2 separate regions of the Mus musculus genome follow, and region 2 is linked to region 1. The links are chromatin contacts, called in public Hi-C maps. All regions are on one chromosome and are shown on one strand. The core of a region is the stretch at or near the end of the contact, and the rest is flanking DNA. Distances in the headings are between cores, read along the strand shown. Region 1 has its middle 91 kb from the start of Gm46947. Region 2 overlaps Arhgap24 (Rho GTPase activating protein 24).

Region 1 (7,297 bases), core at 2,993-5,492:
GTTCTTAAAAATGAGGAGAAAACCCGTGCTCCTAAAGGATTTGGCTCTTTTGTTTTACTTTGTTTTGTTCTTCTGAGACACTGTATGGTTAAGTTTCTGAGGCTGGACTAGACCTTGTGATTGACTAAGACTGTTCTTGAGCTAATCACTACCCTCAGGGCTCAGCTTCCTGAATGACAGGATTGCAGCACATGCCACCATGAGCCTTTGTGGTTTTAGATTCAGTGGGAGTAGGTGATGACCTTCAATAACATACATTATCAAAAGGGAGAAAAATAATTAAAATTGCTGTCACAGTTAGGGTTTTATTGCTGTGAAGAGACACCACAACCCAAGTAACTCTTATAAAGGACAACATTTAATTGGGACTGGCTTATAGGTCTAGAGGTTTAGTTCATTATCATCATGGTAGGAAGCATGGCAGCATACAGGCAGACATGGTGCTAGAGAAAGAGCTGAGAGTTCTGCATCTTGATCCAAAGGCAGCCAGGAAGAGATTGATTCTGGCCAGACTTGAGCATAGATGAGCCTACCCCCACGGTGGCACACCCATTCCAACAAGGCCACACCTCCTAATAGTGTCACTCCCTGGGTCAAGCATATTCAAATCAGGATGATGGTCATCTCTTCTGAAAGTAACCAAACTTGTACGCAGACATATACACACACATGCACACATAACACTCTATAGATCCAGCTGTCACAACTGCTCACTATATTACCACAAAGAAAAAATTCTAATCATATTCACCCTATCTTGGAAGATCATGGAGGAAGGAATCTTACTAATATAATCCAGTAATCAGAGAATAATCTCAACACAAAAACTAGACAAAGACATTATGGTATAAATGAATATCCCTCATGAACATGGACACACAGCATCCTTGATAAAAGTGAGTAAGCCAAGTACAACCAATACACATATATACAACTTATGAAACTGTATATAACACATGCAATGATAGTCTATAATTATCTTCGTACTAATCTAGTTTCTTATTTTATTCAAAACACTATAAAAGGTTGCCTATGTATTGAACTGCATCCCAGCAATATTGGCTAAGTGTGGCTTAACATAATAATGTTTGATTTAACCCTTTAAGTCATTTTAACTTACTGTAATAACAGAAATAAATAAAGGTATAAATGTGATCTCAGGAAATATAGAAAGGACATTTAAGAAATTCAGCTATAAGTCAAGATACAAATTGTCAGAAAACTAGGAAAATTAGGAAACTCAATTGATACAAGGCATCTTGAAAAATGCACAAGTCACATTCTTCTTAATGAGGACATATTGATCATGTTCCTTGCTAAGATCATGAAAGCAAGACAAAGATCCAGTTTATTTGCCATGTACTATCCAATGCTGTGAAAATGTGGGGAGGTTGTGGCTTGGGCGATACAGACTGACAGAAAAGACAGTGTCATTATTTACTGGGTCTTAGTGAATCAGAAATAGCTACTTGTCTTAGTCAGGGTTTCTATTCCTGCACAAACATCATGACCAAGAAGCAAGTTGGGGGAGGAAAGGGTTTATTCGGCTTTCACTTCCATACTGCTGTTCATCACCAAGGAAATCAGGACTGGAACTCAAGCAAGTCAGAAAGCAGGAGCTGATGCAGAGGCCATGGAGGGATGTTCCTTACTGGCTTGCTTCCCCTGGCTTGCTCGGCCTGCTCTCTTATAGAACTCAAGACTACCAGCCCAGGGATGGCACCACCCACAAGGGGCCTTTCCCCCGTGGTCACTAATTGAGGAAATGCCTTACAGTTGGATCTCATGGAGGCATTTCCTCAACTGAAGCTCCTTTCTCTGTGATAACTCCAGCTGTGTCAAGTTGACACAAAACTAGCCAGTACACTACTGAAACAAATGGCTGGGTTGTTCAAGATGAAGGAAATCAACTAAATTTGTGTTTACATCAAATTCATGTAAACCTGCCATAAGGAATTCAAATTGAAACTATCACACCTGCTTGGATTTTACTACAATCAGGATCTGCCTGTATCTGCCTCCCAACCTGTCATCACTGGGGTTATTATAGGTTTTTCCATTGCACTCAACTTTTTACCTGGGTTCTAGGCTCTATGGTCAGCCCTCAAGCTTGCTGAGTGAGTCCATTACTGACTCCCAACTGTCTCCTCTTCCCCCGTGTTCTGTTCTAGCACAACACGTAAGCACTGCCTGACTTATAGTCCAGAAACATTTATAAGTTATACTTCTGCTATTATTCAGTTCAAAACTACTCAAAACTTATCTTCAAAAGAATAACTATTGGGTTTTTGAGATGGATCAGTGGTTATAAACACTGGACACTTCCAGAGAGCATGGTTGTGATCCCAGCACTTACACGGTGACTCAACCATCTGTAACTCTAGTCCCCGGGAACCTCCTGCACTCTTCTGGTATCTGCATGTTCCGTGATACACATATATATATATGTGTAGCCAAAATACCCGTACACACAAAAGTAAATAAAGAAAGAAAATTAAAAACAATGAACAATCTTTGACAGAGTACCAAAAGTACAATAGAAATTTTATTCCATTTGAAGATTTTCATATGTCCAGTCTGTGTTTACTATTTTTCAGAATGGGGATCATTATTTGCATAATCTTAAATGTTAGGAATGAATGATACAGAATAATGTTAAAACTATAAATACAAATTTGTCTTTAATTCTTATATATAATTTGTATGCATGTACGTGCACACATGTCTGTCTATACAATGCTTAAAAGCCTATTTTAAAACTGTTTCCAAGGTAGCCATGTTTAGAACTTTCTAATTAGTTAACCCTTTCATGTAAACAAAACTCTGTTGAATAGATCCTTGTATTTCAATTAACAACCTCAAAACAAAATGCTTCCCACTTTTTAAAAATTGTTTTAAAAATTATTATTGCTGGTTTTCCTTTTTATTTCTTCTTTTATACAATATATCCCAACTGTAGCCTCCCCTCTCCCGACTCCAATCCCTTCTGTCCCCCTTCTCTTTCCCTCAGATCCACTCCTCCTCCATTTCCCTTCAGAAAAGAGCAGGTCTCCCAGGGGTAACAAGATGCAATAAGACCAGGCACATCACATCACACCAGAGCTGGATGAAGCAATCTAGTAGGAGGAAAAGGGTCCCAAGAGCAGGCTAGAGTCAGACTGGACATCTGATGGCAAAAATCACTGTAAACCTGAGCAGCTCCTGATGACAAATTCATAAAATTTATTACACCATGAATTCATTTTTCCCCTGAGTTAGCAGGGTAGTCTTACATTTAGTAATATCTTCCAGAATTTCCACTGCCCTGTTTCCTTACATGTTCTCTGATATATTAAAAACTGGAATTAAGTAGCTATGTGGAGGTCAATATTTTCTTTAGGCCATCTGAAGATCACAATGGTATTATGCTCTGCTTAGGGAAAACCTTCTGTATTGAGTCTGTCCTTTCACTAAATTTTGTTTAACTTTACTTAGAGGACCTGCCAGTTCTGAAATGGGGGCTTTTGGACTCCAGAATTCCCATCACTAACCACTGTGTTGAGCTTCCTGGTACATGGAAAGTCTATTAAAAGAAGCCTCATTCTCTTGGGTTTATATCCATGCCACTGATAGAACTCCAAAGAAAGCTCTTGGAAATATTTGACACATCAGAGAAAAATGTTACCTTGAGAAAGATCTTTTTATAATTTTTCCTTCATGGAAATTTCCTTGACAAGTTTCAATTGCTTCTTGTATTTTATTTTTATTGCTCTTAGCCTTTAACACACGTTTTTGTTATTCTAAGTACAGAGTTGAGATGGAATTATAAAGACAAGAGATAGCATAAGGTGAAAGAGTCCTCCCGTTTTAAAACTCCAGCCACCTCTGTCACAGTGTGTAACTCGAGGACAGGCATATCAGGAGGAGAGCGGTCACAAAGGAAACGTCTTTAATGGTGACAGGACTCCCAGATGTCCCCACAGGGAAGCCCCCTCCAGCTTGTGATCCTTTTCACCCCAGGGCTAAAGCGAGGCAGTCAGGTGGCGATGTTTCTCTTCCGCAGTTCCCTGCAGCCTCAGAGCTTCCTCAGCCAGAGCAGACTTGTCCAGCGCAAACTCTTCCAAGGGTACAGTCCTCATGGGTCCGAGCCCCAGACAGCATCACTTGCCCATCGTAGCTGAGGCATGCAGTCTAGGTCCAGGCTGCTCCATAGTCTGAAGACCTCGAGAGCAAGGGAGCAAGGAAAGATTGACACAAATGTTAGCGGACTCGTGGCCATGCCATGACACTGCAGTTTACAGAGCGGATGCTTCAGTGGGTAACAGCTGGACAGCTGCTCTGCTGTGTATTTTAATGCTGCCCCTTTAACAACCTAAGCCTTAAGGTCATTCCTTCCGTGTCACATCTTTGGCAGCCCACAGTTCTCTCCCATGTCATCTCCATTGAAGATGTTCTTTATCATCTTGCCGCTTCTGTTTCTTCCCTTTGTTTGGCCACTTGGCATTTTCCCCACACCTGGTCATATTCTCACTCGCTTTTTATGATTCACCAGGAATGTTTGCCAGGGTCTTGGCATTTAAAACATATTTTCCTACTTCATCTTCTCCTATTTTAGCAAGGACAATTGGCACATATGCTTCTTTTTACTGTGATTTTGAAAATGGATGCCAAGTTGCTGGTTCCCAGATTTCAATCACTCACACATGTGGCCTCTTGTCTTAGAATCTCACAAAGTAAGACACATTTTTATTGCTGCGTTTAGCCAGGATTGATGTAAAGTTTAGGCAGTATGGACTTCTGGATATAGCATTAGAGGGAATAAAATATTCTTGCAGTTCTGGGGGCAGGTTGTAAGTGTTTGTATCCCTTAGATACGCCCTATTTACTTACTAAATCCTGAATGAGATATGTTCTTTCTACTTACAGACGTTACTCTGAGAGATTTACCTACAGGTTGCAGTTCACCATTTAAAATTTTTATTGTATCGTACAGGAGCAATTAGCCAGACGTCTGCCACCATAGTTTGGCTAGTGTAGGGTGCTGTGTGACTGCTGATGTGGATACAATGCCAGACAAAGGGACTTCATCCTGACCACTTGGGACTTTGTGCCTGTTGGTTTGCACCCTCCACCCCCATTTCAGTGTGCTAGCCACTGGCAGCCATTATTCCACTTTGATGCAATGAATTTGACTCTTGAAAAATACTCACATAGGTGGAATCCAACAGCGTTTTTCTTTCACATCTTACTTCACTCAGCGCACTCTCCTCAAGGCTGATCTCCACTGCAGCGCACTGCAGATCCCCTTGCCTTTTAAAATTGGCTAGTCCTTTGTTGTACCGATTACATTTTCTCATGGGGTGCTAGTATGTCCTTAAGATCCCATTTACAATGTTTGGGTAAATAGAATCAGAGCTGTGGGTGCTGTGGAAGTTCTGTTGTTAATTTTTTGAGGGATATCTACATGTTTTCATTGTGACTGCACCATTTTGCATTTCCACTGATAGCATGCATAGATTCAGTTTTTTACATCCTTATAACGTTAGCTGCCTCTCCTCATTTATCCGTTCATTTTGATAACAGCTGTGACGAAGGGCCTGTGTTATATCCCAATGTGTCCAAGGACATCTGATGGTCACTGATGCTGAACAGCACTTCCCACAGCTGTGCTCACATCCTTAGCCTGTTTTAAAACATCAATCATTATTATTATTACTTATTTTACTTTGGCAAGAGTTACAGGTAGATTGCTGTTTTGAGGAATTTGTCTGTTCCTTTTAGGGTCACTGGTGTGCAGCTGTTCACGGTGACCTCATATGACCCCTTTGTTTCCTTTTGTTCACCGTGACCTCAAATGACTCTTCTGATAATTTCAGCTGTAAGGTCTATTCCTTCATCTTATCTTATTCAATCTTCTCTGTGTTTTGTAATTTAGTTCTGGGTTTCTAAATTGTCCTGAATATTACCATCTTCATACCTGTGTAATTTTTATGTTACCTTGAGTACGTAGGTGAATAAAATACATATACAAGTCAAACACTTATTACTAATAAACCACAGAGAACTATTTAATAGATTCCTTGGTAATTTCACCACTTATTAAATATGAAGGAAATATTCTGCATTAATGAGATGGATATACTTATACATTTTCCATAGTGAGTTAAATCCTGGCCGACTATTTTATAGTGTAGGATGAAGAGCGCCTTCAGCACGTCTCAGAGTCGATCAGTGTTCAGATTTTATAATTGTCAGGGCTCAGAATGCCACTTTGCATGAATCAATAGTACAAATAGGTGGAATTATGTTCCCGATACATTTATAAATCATTAGTAATTCTGTCCTAATCCCAACCTTAAAATTCAATGAACAGTTTTTTTTTTTTTTTTTAATGAAACTCAAGCCAGGAATACAAATAGCAGTTTTGAAGTCAAACATTCTAACACAGAGCAATCCAAAACTATACTTCAAATGTTGAAGATTGATATAGATATTTTTCTATTAATTTCTTAGGTTAGAACTTGAGCAAAGGTTCCATCCTGGCATCTTCACACTCACATGCTCCACTGTGTCCTGCTCTCATTTGCTCCTGGGCAATATTTTTTCCCCTATGTACTCTTCAGCTCCTGCTGATTTCTCTCCTTCCCCTGGTTTTCCCCTTCTGCTTTCCTGTGGCACACATCCAACGACCCTCTCTATTTCCGCTTCCATTGCATCACGTGACCCTTTCCAGTTCCACTTCCATTGCATCATGTGACCCTTTCCAGTTCTACTTCCATTGCATCACGTGACCCTCTCCGTTTCTACTTCCATTGCATCCCACAACTCTCTGTTTCCACTTCCATTGTTCCTATGGTTCTCTCCGTTTCTGCTTCCATTGCATCACGTGACCCTCTCATTTCTGCTTCCATTGCATCACATGACCCTCTCCGCTTCCACTTCCATTGCATCCCACGACTCTTCTTTTCCACTTCCATTGTTCCTGTGGTTTTCTCTGTTTCTGCTTCCATTGCATCCTGTGGCCGTCTTTGTTTCTGCTTCCATTGCATCCCGTGGCTCTCTTCTCATTGCTCCTTTAATATTTTTGTGACCTCGAACACACACATATGAACAGATATTAAACACACACACACACACACACACACACACACACACACACACGTTTAAATTTGAGAGAAAATATGCAGTATTCTTCTGATTCTCATTTATTTCACCAAGCCGAGTAAGTTCTAGATGCATCCATTTTCCTATAAATGCCTTGATTTCATTTTACTTTGTGCATTGTGTGTATGTGCCACATCTTCATTATCCAGCCATC
Region 2 (7,297 bases), core at 2,159-4,658, 430 kb after region 1:
ATATTGTGAAAGAATGAGTTATTTGAAGCTGAATAGCTAATTGAGTGGCTGTTTTCACAACTCTTTGCCCCGGTTGTTAGGAGCAAACCCCATGATTGTTTGTGTCATTGACATACTTGACGAATGGAACATCAGAACAACGTGTAAGACAAGAGGTCTGCACGTGATGAATCCTAGTTACAGCGGTTCCAGGGTTCCCACTATCACTTAAAACTCTTCTCCCATTTAATGATGACCTCACCTTTCAGAGTACCTTTGTGGATGCACACCTCTATAAGCTTTAATTTAGATGTTTCTTTTTATTCATTATTTTGTTTATTTACATTTCAAATGTTGTCCACCTTCCCACTTTCCCTGCCACAACCCCCTTCTCCCATCCCCCTCCCCTTTACTTCTATGAGGGTGCTCCACCCACTCACCCACTCCTGCCTCACTGCTCTAGCACCTCCTTATGCTGGCTCCTGTCAGCAAGTGCTTCTTGCCATCATTAATAGTATCTGGGTTTGGTGTCTGCAGATGGGATGAATCCCCAGGTGGGGCAGTCTCTGGATGGCCTTTCCTTCAGTCTCTGATCCATTTTTTGTCCCTGCTTCTCCTTTAGACAGGAAAATTTCTGGGTTGATATTTTTGAGTAGTCCCATCCCTCAACTGGGATTTACCTATTTACTGGACATGGTTTCTACAGGTTCTTTCTTCCCTTTGTTGGGTACTTTGGCTTATGTCACCCCTGTTGGGTCCTGAGAACCTCTTGCTTTCCTGGTATCTGGGACTTTCTAGTGGCTACCCCAGTTCCTCATGCCCCACTGCTACATATTTTTGTTCAATTTCCTGACCCTCTGTACTTCTCTTTCATCTCTTCCCATACCTCATCTTGTTCCTTCCCCCCCCCTTCCTTCTCTTTCCCTCCTAGGTCCCTCCCTCCCTCTATGTCCCATGATTATTTTGCTACCCTTTCTAAGTAGGACTGAAGCATCCACACTGTGGTCTTCCTTCTTCTTAAGCTTCATATGGTCTGTGAATTGTATCATGGGTATTCTGAGCTGTGGGGCTAATATCCACTTATCAGTGAGTACATATCATGTGTGTTCTTTTGTGTCTGGGCTACCTCACTCAGGAAGATATTTTTCTTAATAAGTATAATAACCACCAGAAGAATTTGCCACCTGATACAGAATATCATATTTAAAGGTAACCATAAAGCAGCAGACAGGGAGTATTTTCCACCGTTAATTCCACACCATACTTAAATGTGGGTGTGAGTTTAAAATAAGGTACCATTTTGGTTAAAATAGCTGTCACGATCAACTAAAGTATCTCAGTGTCCAGTAAAGGGAGAAAAAGGAGAGAGGCTTAAAAATGTAAGTGTTTATTTGGTACCTGTTAGCATGCTACCTGATATGGAAACCATGAGAAGTGAATAAAACATAGCCGCTGTTGCCATGAATATCTGAATAACGATCTAGCTGGCCACAGAACACCAGTGTAAGTATAAAACATGCTGGGCTGTTCTCTGAAGCAGCATCCTGAAGGAGTAGTTTAGAAGGATATTTCCCATCAATTCCACAGCTTATCCCAATGCCCAGCCAGCTTCAAGGCTTGATGCTCTGATACTGACTTTCCCAAATGCAGATCCTTCCCTTGGAGACTGAGAATCTTAGAAAATCAACAAACCAACAAATGGACACAATTACATGCAAAGGACACATTGGCTTGCAAGCAAAACCTAGGGCAGTTTTGTGGGCTTGTTTTGTCTTCCTATTGTCTTGGAGATTTTCCAGGGTGGTTGAAAGGGTGCAGCTGGAGCAGTGATATAAGTGCTGTTGGGTTTGCACTGTGTATATTGCTCAAGTGGTCAAATGAGGGGATTAGCAACCAGGTGCCCAGTTTGCAGGAATAGACAGGCTCACCTAGAACACCCACTTTGTCAAAGAATTTTCCCTTCGTGATTCAGATCCTAATCTGTGTAATGCAGCCCCACACTCCCTATCTTCTATGCTTCAGATTCAGCCATCCATCCTGTAGACCCACTAATCAGTTCCTGAGCCATCCAGACATCCTGTAGACCCACTAATCAGTTCCTGAGCCATCCAGCCATCCTTTAGGCCCACTAATCAGTTCCTGAGCCATCCATCCTCTAGACCCACTAATCAGTTCCTGAGCCATCCATCCTCTAGACCCACTAATCAGTTCCTGAGCCATCCAGCCATCCTCTAGGCCCACTAATCAGTTCCTGAGCCATCCATCCTGTAGACCCACTAATCAGTTCCTGAGCCATCCATCCTCTAGACCCACGAATCAGTTCCCAAGCCATCCACACATCCTATAGACTCACTAATCAGTTCATGTGTCATCCATCCTATAGACCTACTGATCAGTTCTGAGCCATCCAGCCATCCTGTAGATCTACTAATAAATTCCTGAGACATCCAGCCATCCTGTAGACCCACTAATCAGTTCTCAAACCATCCTGTAGATCCATTAATCAATTCCTGAACCATTCAATTTCAAGAGCTGCATTTTTTCTTGTGATATTTGTTTTGACTGTTTTTCTTCATCCCTTATAAAACTTTATTTTTAAAAACTATCCATCTTGTGCCCTAACTTCTATCTGAACTGTAGAGTAGGTAAGCTATTCTCTGTTAGGAAGTGACCTGGTTTGGGACAGCACTCAGGTTGTTGGTCTGTTTCTTTGAAAATACAGAAATGATAGTCTTCACAAACCTTGTTTCCATCTGATCAGATCAAGGTTGCGCATCTTTGCCAGTGGGTACAAATGGCCATGTCACAGCTGCGGCTTCCCCTCACTTAAATCCACCCTGCTCAGCATTAGAAACTGTCCTTCTGCTTTCAATGACATGCCTGAAGCAACAAGCAAATCCACCTCTGATGTAAGCATTTTAACTTTGCTAGGTCTCACCACGAGTTTGAGTTTCACTTTGATCTCAAATCATGACACTATTAAATTTTTTCCAAGGACAATGGATCTAATGCACATCTCCTAAGAGAAAAATAAAATGTCTGAGAGGCAGTCTCAGCAACTACTTTTTGTACCGGGACTGAGAAAAGCAAAGCATTGAGGACACATCAAACAAAAAAGAAAAACAGAACCCGCTATGTCATGACCTTACAGTAGCCCAGGATTGAGCCATACTCAAAGCTGGAGTTTAGTTTAAAACAGAATCATTTTTAGTGGTTTTTAAAAAATCATCAGAATACAACAGTCTATAGAAACAGTGCTTGAAGGAGTAGAGAGGATGTTTGTTAAAGGAATGGTGTTGTAATATGTTGTGAGGTACTCAAAGGTAGGAACAATAAACTAGGTATCCTTACTAAGATAACTGGACTCACCGAGATGCTCCATTTCTTTGGATGCCTGGGTTGTGAGAATGTGGAACACAGTACAGAATGCACGTCAACACTGCCCTCTACAGGTCTCAGAAGCAGTTACTTGCCTTAGCCTCTAAATGGCTGGATTTAAAGGCATGCTTGCATGAAAAGACTCAAACTGATGAGTGTTTTAGCTGTTAGGTACCCCGGGCCATCTCTATATCTCTGCACTAAGACAGCAGTTACACAAATCCTCGATGCTTCTAGGAACATATGATGTTGAGAGTTCTTAAAAGAATTTTATCTTGTGGTCCACTAGGAATGAAGACATGCTTTGCTGGAGTGACAGTGACAGAGAAGCTATGGGATATGTGAGGTCTGCCTGGATGCTCTAACATAGATAGCAGCAGTGTGGCTCTGATGTTTTCCTGTTATAGAGAAAATATAGTAAGATTGCTGGCCCCATAATAAAATCTAGAGAGTAGAAGGATATGCCATCCAGCCTAGAAGAGTAGCCAAATATTAGGGCTTCTTAGATGGAAGATGGGTGTTTTTATAAATTGTGGGTGTCTGTGACAAGCAATAAGAAATGAAGGATCATATAATTTAAGGTAGGAAAACTTCAAAAATGACTGGCTTGAAAAGAAAAGTTTCTGGAGAAAGAAACTTGTTTGACCTCACAAGTGTGAGAGAAAAAGGCCAAAGCCTCCCAGTGCACACAGCAAAACCTAAATGGGGTCAAGGTCAGAACTGCACAATGGTGTGGAACTTGTTGGTACTCAAACTTGCTTAATCATGAAGAGGAAAGAGCAGCTGTGTAAACACTGTGTTAGTGTTTGCTGGTATTTGGCCGTAATCTGAGGAGCAAGGCCTCAGATGTATGTTGTTTGTGTGAACACGTGGGCTATGGAGAAACAGAGATGTCAACTCCTACCTACATTAGGATACTGGATATAAGTGGTACTGAGGAGAGTAGGGGGAGATGGCTCAGTCCCTAATGTGATTGTCACACAACCGTGTGGACCTGAGTTTGGATCCCACTACCTATGCTTAAAAAGCCAGGTGTGGAGGCACAGGACATGAACTCCAGTGTGGAAGGAGGGCTGTGTGGGTAGATGGGGGTAGGTAGAGGTAAGAGGGTTATGGGACTCAGGAGCTCATTGCCTACCCAGTCTAGGCAATCAGTGATCTCCAGGTTCAGTGATACACTCTGTCTCAAAAGTTAAGCTGAGGAAGACATACTGTTGATCTCTGACCTCCCTCTATGTACCTCTATGTGTGTCCACCATCAAGGACACTTATATACACTTACATTCACCACACACAATGCACACAGAGTAGTAGACTGTATTAGAGAGGCAGTTACAGAAGGAGGAAGTCCTTCTGAAGTGCTCAGTGAAGTTACCACCAAGTCTCAGGAGAAGACAGCCACTCGCCAACAGCTCCCTGGTGGTAGGAGATGTCTTGGTTTCTTTCCTCTATGTAGTCACCTGACTGTCTTAGTCAACAGGGTGTGGTATGGTAACCGACAGCACTGCAGACATCATAGCCCTCTGACCACAGACAGATACTGAAGATCTCTTAGTAGTAGCCAACGCTTCTTGAATGAGGAATGACACATAAATGAAATGCCATTCCTATAGCCAAACAGATGTAGCATCAGTTAAGAATCAAATAGTAAGAAAAAAAGATTTAATGTGCGGCTTCAGATTATGTTCTAAATGTGGATTTTGAGGAGGTTTCTTTAATTCTTGTTCTGTGGACAACTTCAGTTCAAGTTGGCATTAAAAATGTTAGTCATTGCTTGGAACTCAACAAAGTTTGTGTATGCCCAGTGTCATATGTGCCATAAATTTATGTCCTTCTGTGAGCCGCATTTACTTACTTCTAAGGGAAAATCAAGGGTTTGCAGGCTGGAAGCCATCTGTCCACTGCACATCTGTGAGCTGTAACTAAGGGCTCAGGAGATGGATCTGTGGGTGGATAAACTGCTTGCTGCACAAATGTGAAGACAGGAGCTCAGATTCCCAGAACCCAAGGAAACTGGATGTCATCGCACATGTCTGTAATCCCACTGCCTCTTCAGTGAGATGGAAGGCAGGGACAGGAGAATCCTATCCCGGGAAGCTCACAGGCTTCATGTATGCCACAGTAAACAAGACCATAGAAAGGAAGGTAAGGATTTATAACAGAGGCTACCCTCTAACTTCTACACGTGTGCCATAGAATGCCCATATACCCCCCACATGAACATATCCATTCTATAAGCACATCTCATGTGTATGTGTAATAAAATGGTAAAAATGCTTTAAAGGAAAATTACTACTAATGGTGGTGGCAGTCATGGAATAGAGATACTAAATGTTCTAGGTACTTTTCTGTCAATGTTATCAAATATGGTGACAAAAAGCACCTTGGGGGAGAAGGACTTTGTTTTAGTTTATAGCTCCACATGTATGGAGTCCATCATGGTTTGGGAGACATAGCAACAGGCAAGAAAAGCATAGTGACAGGCACAGGGAACTGGGTGATTGCAATTCATCCACATACAGGAAGGAGCAAGGGCAGGAATAGAAAGAGGGGGGCATATGGATGGATGGGCGGAGGGAAGGAGGAAAGGAGAGGGAGGAAGGGAGGGAAGGAGATGAGGGACTAGGCCCAAAACATTTAAAGTAAGTCTTTGACATACTTCCCCCAACAAAGACCCACCTCATAAAATACCAGAACCTTCCAAATCAGCACCGCTAACTGGGAGCAAGTATTCAAACACACGAGCCTGTGGAGGACATCTCTCATTCAAACCATCACAGTAAAGAGTGTTTGGATCTGCTGAACTTTTGAGAGACTTTCATCAGATTGTGAAACTATCCACTCCTCTAAATTGTTGTTTGATAAACCATTTCCCACAAATACAACTTTAGCACTGAGTTGGGGCGAGTGGTATTGAGAAGTGCATTCAGAGCAGACCACCTGAGGAGCAGCAGCAACAGCAATAACAACAGCAACAGCAACAGCAAAAACAGTAACAGTGGCAGCAAGAACAACAGCAGCAGCAACAGTAACAACAATAGACAGAACAGTAACAACAACAGCAAGACCAGTAACAGCAGCAACAGCAGCAGCAACAACAACAACAGCAGCAGCAGCAGAAACAGTAACAGTGGCAGCAAGAACAACAGCAGCAGCAACAGTAACAACAATAGACAGAACAGTAACAACAATAGCAAGAACAGTAACAGCAACAACAGCAGCAGCAGCAACAGCAGCAGCAGCAAGAACAGTAACAGAAGCAGCACTTTCCACTCTTCCCATGCCTCAGCTCACAGCTGTGTACAGATGTGCATAAACGTATCCATTTCTCCATCTCTATCAGACACCACCAGACATTATTCTGGATTCTAAAGGACACAACAAAGCAAGATGAAATATTGAATCTTCTAAAATTTGTTCAGAAAAAAAAAAAGAAAAAATAATTTAAAACAAAAATATAATTAAAAACAATTATGTACTGCAAATGACATTTCTGTCTGTGACAAACACATAATTATAGTCCCAAGATTGCCACGGGAATGACAAATTTCAGTCAGCTAGTGACATCACAACTACCAAAATGTCAAAGCAATTGCTCTCATGCATGGTGATGCTGGAATAAGCAAACTTATGTGCTGTCATACAACACACACACACACACACACACACACACACACACACACACACACACACAGAGTAATCAAAAAGAACAGTAACAGCAGCAGCTATAGCAACAGCCACAGCAAGAACAGTAATATATATATATATATATATATATATATATATATATATATATATATATATATGGTGAGAGACCACTCAGAAGTTAAACATGCATAATGTTCTTGCAGAAGACCCAAGTGTGGTTTGCAGCACCCAAGTCAGAAGCCTGTGTAATTCCAAATTCCAGGATTACCTGATGCCCTGTACCACAGGCACG

What was found. A called contact is a pair of places that touch in the nucleus more often than the background predicts.
Region 2: a contact with region 1 is called in a Hi-C map of muscle stem cells, with 3 times the contacts expected there. The contact joins two enhancer-like sites. A contact is called at or near these places in 1 of 15 datasets of contacts at CTCF or cohesin (large pre-B cells), 2 of 484 Hi-C or Micro-C datasets (muscle stem cells and myocytes) and 1 of 115 datasets of contacts at active chromatin or transcription factors (fibro-adipogenic progenitors).

What each region holds. Positions count from the first base shown.
Region 1 is chr5:102,262,644-102,269,940 of GRCm38.p6, forward strand. It overlaps a transcript of Arhgap24 not described here. Among named protein-coding and RNA genes, the nearest start is that of Gm46947, 91 kb to the left of the region's middle. Within about 2 kb of position 4,243, at least 14 of the 459 cell types and tissues checked have an H3K27ac peak or open chromatin away from gene starts, as enhancers often do. A contact at or near this core is called in muscle stem cells, where this site is marked.
Region 2 is chr5:102,689,268-102,696,564 of GRCm38.p6, forward strand. The region is part of intron 3 of Arhgap24 (Rho GTPase activating protein 24); the gene reads left to right. Among named protein-coding and RNA genes, the nearest start is that of Gm30396, 62 kb to the left of the region's middle. Within about 2 kb of position 3,409, at least 14 of the 459 cell types and tissues checked have an H3K27ac peak or open chromatin away from gene starts, as enhancers often do. A contact at or near this core is called in muscle stem cells, where this site is marked.